Linked DNA regions of Gossypium arboreum: region 1 is linked to region 2. A link is a contact called in public Hi-C data. All regions are on one chromosome and are shown on one strand. Each heading gives the region's core, a stretch centred on a gene start, on an enhancer-like site or on the middle of the called end of the contact. The rest is flanking DNA. Distances are from core to core; before and after follow the strand shown.

What was found. A called contact is a pair of places that touch in the nucleus more often than the background predicts.
Region 1: a Hi-C map of leaf shows a contact between it and region 2, with 3 times the contacts expected there. The contact joins the promoter of LOC108483938 here to the promoter of LOC108486197 in region 2. A contact is called at or near these places in 2 of 5 Hi-C or Micro-C datasets (both in leaf).

Annotation. Positions count from the first base shown.
Region 1 is chr6:121,193,131-121,196,594 of ASM2569848v2, reverse strand. It overlaps LOC108483938, which reads right to left and starts at 1,904. Exons shown (of 3, transcript XM_017787489.2): 1 at 1,645-1,904; 2 at 1,364-1,485; 3 at 325-1,294. The coding sequence starts at 1,768. The coding sequence ends at 974. LOC108483939 (sm-like protein LSM1B) reads left to right here. Exons shown (of 5, transcript XM_017787491.2): 5 at 122-720. The coding sequence ends at 199.
Region 2 is chr6:120,897,547-120,900,770 of ASM2569848v2, reverse strand. LOC108486197 (FCS-Like Zinc finger 13-like) reads right to left here and starts at 1,922. Exons shown (of 2, transcript XM_017790090.2): 1 at 1,251-1,922; 2 at 818-1,127. The coding sequence starts at 1,750. The coding sequence ends at 965. It overlaps LOC108486196 (oligouridylate-binding protein 1-like), which reads left to right. Exons shown (of 12, transcript XM_017790089.2): 12 at 215-689. The coding sequence ends at 505.

The DNA.
Region 1 (3,464 bases), core at 655-3,154, 300 kb before region 2:
TTTGTCAGACGTCAACAGAATAGATCATGTATCTAGGTTTAGTAAATATATAAAATATAAATTCCTCCTGTTGATGTTCTTTGAACTACATGAATAAATTTATCTCTCAACCCTTTTCCAGGCTCAGAAAGCAGAACGGGAAGCAACAGATCTAAAGGGCTCCATGAGGAAAAGAATGGAGTTCCTTGATTTTGATTAATAGATCCTTTCATTTTGTTAGTGTTTCATGCCATCGCAAATATTAGTGCAACTCTGACCCAAGTCTTGAAAGAGGGTGGGGATAGGCATGAAAGTCCACACTTCATTTCTGTTGTTGGAGGAAGCTGGAATAAGGAGGAAACTTAATCACTTCGGAAGAGCGTCTCTGCTAAGAGGTTGAGGAGAGGAAGTTTATTCTTTTACATTCTTAAGTAGCAATGAAGATGATTTCCGGATACCTCCATAGAACAGGCAGTAACCCTTAAATGCATTAGCTAGCTACATTAGGTTCTCCAATCAGTTAAAGGATATTGAACATTGGATGTTTATACCCAAAACTGTCTTTGCTCCCTTTGGTTTAGTTTCTCTTTACTTCCTTCCTAGGCTTCTACAGTTCATTTGTTTGGAAGTTGCTCGAAGTTTCCATGGTTTGTTGCTTTGTGCCACGTTTTCTAATGGCAGTTTCACTTTCATTTTATATGTACCCCTTTTAGCTATGTTTGATGATCATTTGATGCAGAAGTTTCTTCAATTTCTCTTACTCTTAACTTGCCTTATTAGTTTTGCTGCTCGATAATAGATCATTAGCAATTTTTTCACAGCACGAATTTATCGAACAATATCTTGGTGCATGGAAAACAGCATTTGATACAAAGCTTAACGCTTTTTTCAGCTGTGGAAAAACTGTAAATTACAGAAGTAGCAATCTAGGGATCAAAAACATGAAAACTTCTTGGCACCAATGAGCTGAGAACAGGAGAAATCAGATGGCAAGTCAATCAGTATTGGTGAGAAAAGAAATGATAGGCTCATAATTCGGAAAGGTGGAAACAAGCTCGGAATGTTTTCCGAGCTCAAAGTCTTGAAATTGAAAGGCAGGTGCGCAGGTGCATCCAACGAGGGAATAGTGACACTCAGCATCCCTTGGTTCAGCTTTGGCCGCTCTGCCGTCACTGGAAATATGAAAATCCTTGGTTGGAAATGCACCAAACCAAACATATGGAGGTACCGTATATTGCACCTGCTGATTATCTCCCAGGTCAGGTCCGAGACATGTTAGTTTCAGCTTCTCATCTTTCTCATCCAGCTCTACAATCTGTATCAAATACGCTTTGTTAATCTAGAATCCAATCAAGTTCATCTGTGATGTTTAAGCCATTATTACCGTAAGAGGTTCTCCTAAATAAAAATGCCAGGTCTCAGCACATGGTATTCGATGAAGGCGAGACACATTCCCGGATTGTAGCATGAAGTAAATACATGTGCTAACAGGACGATCAACTTTGTCTGCAGTACACAATTAACAGGTAAAATATGTAGGAGTTTGACATCCACAGTTTGTTTAATCACGTAAATAAATAAAAACATGGAGTACAGAATATGTAACATCAGAATTAAAGGAGGGAAAAAAAAGAGAGAGAGAGAAAGAAGGCATTTGGTTATTACAGTGAGGAGGAAGTTGAGATTTGGAGAGGAAGATGGAGGTATCTCTGAAAGTTTCGGTATAGAGACCACCTTCAGGGTTGGGCACCAGATCCAACTTGGCTGCAATCTCTGATGCAGAAGCCATGCTTTTCCTTTAATCTCAGATACTGGGACTTTGCTGCTTTAAGGTTTCAGACACGCGTAAGACACCTTTCTTTTTCTTGGGGGTGAATTTAGCTGCTGCCTATGGTTATAACGTCACTCCTTACGTTTACATTGCATCAAGTTAAATTCAGGAATTTAGCAAAGTCAAGCCCCACCTAACACCTAAAAGTAGGATTCTTTTTAAAAATTACTTGAAACTAAATATTTATACGTTAATTACAGAAAAATCTTTCTATGTATAAAAATATATTATGTTATTGTAATGCTACTTTTGTCTTTCTATATTTTAATAAAATCAATAAAGTTTAGTATATAATAAAATTTGAACTCATTTCTTCACTATTTTATAATTTATTTTATCACTTCAATTAAAACTTTATTTTGATATGTTTATACATTTTAATATTATTACACATTTTTTCACTTGCATTGTTTGTATATATATTGATAACATTGTTAATTGAGTTGATATCATGAATTAACTCAAAAAAAGTGACAATACTATGATAAATATTTAGAGTGAATTTAATGTTCTTAATTTGATGTATTTATCTATTTAAATTTCTTTCTTTTTTTTAGAATTTAAACTAATTTTTATTTTAATTTCAAAAATATTACATTTGTTATTATTATTAGTTTCAAATATTAAGTTTTAATATTACGAATACTATATTTCAAGAAATTGTACTACCATGCATATCTCTTTTGGAGCAACAATTCTTATTTAGAATAGTAGTTGTTCAAAGCAACTATTGTTCAAGAATAGCTATGTCTAGAAACGGTTTCGGTTAGAACAATTGTCGTCTAATGTAGTTATTTTAGAACAACTCCTGTTGGAAACCACTAAGTTCGAAATAATTCTTGTTTAGAATAATGACATTTTTCAAGAATAGTTTTGTTTAGCACAACTATTATTTAGAACAGCTTTTATTTAGAACAATTGTGTTTTTCCGAAAGAACCATTATTAAGGAACAACTTCTACATTGAGAACAACTATATTGAGAACAACTCACTTTTGAAACAAGTCAAAATAACTATTTATTCAAAAACAACTCTCATCTAAAAATAATCGTCGTCTTGCATTTCAAGAGATGTTCCGCAAAAGATATTTCACATAGTACTACTTCACCAAAGTAGAAGTGGAAGCAACCCCAGAATACAATAAAGTTCTTAGGCTATCTTCACTTTTAAAATATTCCGGAGAACTTGGCTTAGAAGAACAGATAAGGAGGTAGTTAAGAGTTTATTCTTAACCATTTCTAACGCTGGGTATTTTTTTTCTCCTTTAAGAAATATAGTAAATTCTTCTTCACTATTCACCATTACCATCACCAACAAAAACTCTTCATTATCTCATCTTAACCATTGATGCCATTGTAAGTGAAATTTCTTCTATTATTCCTATTAATTGCCAACTTTGTAACTCTCAATTTTTTGAGACATATAAAAAATAACCTTTCACAACCAGTTAAAGAACTTTTTAACACTTTAAAATTCAAACTTTCAAAGTTCTCTCTAACTTACTTTATTTGTTTAACCTTACCATCAACCACATTTCTCTTTCTTCACTTTATCAACCACCACCTATCGTTGTGCTTAATGTTACTAGATCTGCTCTAGTCTTCCTCTCCGCTTTCTTTTAAGTACATCTCATTCATTTATTTGCAACGTTTTC
Region 2 (3,224 bases), core at 673-3,172:
AAAATAAGTAAAACTAAAACTCTTAATAAAACCTAATATAATAAATAAAACTAAAATTCCTATTGCAATAAAAGCGTCCATATCAGCATCATTCATCCTAGTATGGAATTATTCATACCAGTGTTATTGCTGGATGTGTAAATTTTCTATATTTATGGCTAGTCCAACTATTATCTTTTAGTGCCATGACCTACAAAATGTTTAAATGGTGCAGTGTTCATGGGGTAGCAAGCCTACTGCACCAGGAACAAGCTCTGCCCCTTTGCCTCCACCGGCTGCTGCACATATGCCTGGTTTTTCAGCTGCTGATCTGGCTGCCTATGAACGACATATGGCAATGAGTAAATATGGCGGTGCACAGGTAATGAGTATGATGCATCCACAGGGTCAGCACGCCCTTAAGCAAGCGGCCATGGGAATGGGTGTGGCTGCAGCTGGTCAAGCAATCTATGATGGTGGATACCAAAACGTTGCAACAACTCAGCAGCTTATGTACTATCAGTAAATGGCGAGATCCGGATCTATTTTGGCTTAGCATATTTGGAGAACTGATAGGATGAATCTGTTTTTCCATTTTTCTCTTGTTTACCCTTTTTTTTTTTTCGGTTAAGATTGCTGAATGCCTTCAACTTGTATGTGTACTAAAACAATTCCTTTGCTAACTAATGTCTTTTGTGATCATTATCGTATATGAGATAGCTTCATATTTCTACCTCTCTACCAACAGACCATGGATTTAGCTTTCAGTTTATAATTATGAACATCAGAATCTTCTCTCATTTTATCTTCAAAAAAGAAAACTGCGAAAGGATGTTCATTTCTTATCAAACCCAATATTTCTCATTTAGCTTTCTGTTTTTATTATTCTTAATAAAGTTATTCTTAATCCTCATAAAGGTATATGGTATTTCTCCGATAGATATAATTACATACGCAGGAAGAACCCCCATATGAGGACTGGAAGCTAAATTGCAAGAATCCCAGTTGAGAAGAAGATATCCCCAGACTCATAAGAGGAGGTTGTGACTCTTGCAGATCTTGAAACTTCTGATCTGCACTGTTCTTTCCTCTCATCCATCATTATTTGAGTTGACCTACACTCTGAACTGCAAAACGCTTTTTCCCCTCTGAAAACAACACATATCATTAACAACAGAATTATCAGTTTCTCTCATGTAATTAATTACCATATGGAAACAAGCAAGCAGAGATTGGGTAATTAAAAAAGGGGTAAAAGGGTGTGTGTTTACCTATACATGTAAATGTCTTGGCCATGCAGCTTTTTCCTGCATAGGTGACAACAACTGAGAAAATCTGAAGTTGGGTAAGCAACCTCTTCCACAAATCTTGGTGCTGGAGCTGGGGTTTCACAGTTACTTTTTCTCCTTTCTTCACCTCCATCATAATACACCTTTGTAGACGACTTGCCAGATCCATGGGTAGTCACATACGTAAAATCCTCCAAACTTTCCATCTCTAAATTCTTCCCACCAGATTTCACAACAATTACATTTGAGCTACAAATAGTATGCCTGCAGGAATGGGTACTACACTTGTTATCTAGTGCAACAGCAATCCCTAGTCCAACCCCACCAACATCATATCTCTTCGAACTTCTAGGTGATGGTGTCTTCAAATCTAGTGGACTCCTAGGGCTTGTAACAACAGCATCCAAAAATACGGGTTTTTTGCCGGCAACCAATAATTCAGACAATTTCCCCATCATCGGACGTGGTCTCTTCCCTGACATAACTTGACTAAAAGAGAAATCAAATCTATGTTAAGAGGTGGAGAATTCGGAGAGATATTTGAAGCGCTCTCTCTCTCTCTCTCCTCCACAAGAGGCAGCCAATGTTTAAGAAAGCCACTATAAATTTATGGAGGAGTGGAGTGGAGTGGGTGGTTGACTTAGCCCATGGTTTAGTTTGGAATTATATTATTATTATTACTATTATTATATGACTCATAATTGCTACTTTGCAATTACCAATTTCAACTATTTAATTTTAATGTTATTTTATGTCGGCTTTTTTCTTAAATTCATCCTTAAACTATACTCTAATTTAAAATTACTCCTTAAACTTTTTTAAAACTATCAATTGTCTCATTTTATACAAAAGGCATATGATATTTAATAAGTAAATGTCACGTGTCATGTTCTTATTAGATGATATTATTTTTTGTAAACTAAGATAAAATTGATAGTTTAAATACAATAAAATTCAAGGATAAATATGAAAATTGAGTTATAGTTAAGGGACAAATTATAATAAAAGTTTTTATGTAAAAATGATTTTATGAAAAGAGTCGCTTTTGAGGTGGGACCAATCTTTTATAATGTGTTTGTCTAATGATTGAGACGTGATCTCGAAAGCTATGGCCCACATGCGCCCCCCCTGCACTTACCACAATAAAAGATTCTTCGCCCATTCCATCATCGCCGTTTAACTTCTGGTACGTGGCGCAAATCTATGGGTGATGTTGCATTGCAATTATTGTTGAAGATATTGATTATTTTCTTTTTTTTTTAAAAAAAATTAGTATCGGAATTATTTTCCGAATCATTCTTTTGTGCAGTGTTCAATGTTCGTAATGTTTCCAAACTTTTAAAATAAATATTTTCTCTATTAAATTTTAAAATTTGATCACTTCATTAATATTTTAACTTATTTTAAATGTTACTGATAATGAAGCAGATTTTTTCATACATGTTGCTTACGGAAAATTTAAGAGTATATCTGAGGGAAAAATTAGGGATGTATGCTGAAATTTTAATTATCTAGTGGTAAAAATACGTTTACAGAAAAGCGTTTTAACAAAAAAAAAAAAAAAAAAAGGAAATGACTTAATATAATATTTGATTTTTAAATTTATAATTTTTAATTTGATATCTAAATTTTTTGGGCCCAATTTGATACCTAAATTTGACATTTTTTAATAATTTGGTACCTAAGCTTTTTTTAAGCACAATTTGATACCTCAATTTATTAAATGTTATACAAATTACGTAAAATACTAATAATATGAAATTTTTGTAAGAGTATGCCCAAAGATCAATAATGAGATGGTTGTAATAACATATTTTATTTATCATGTTTTAATATAAGATGTTTCCATTATTATTTCAGTTTTTCTTTACGTGTGTATAAATAAACTGTTTTATAATAATGTCCAAGAATAATATGATTGTTCTTAAAAGATCCTTAGTCTAGTATTATTGTTGA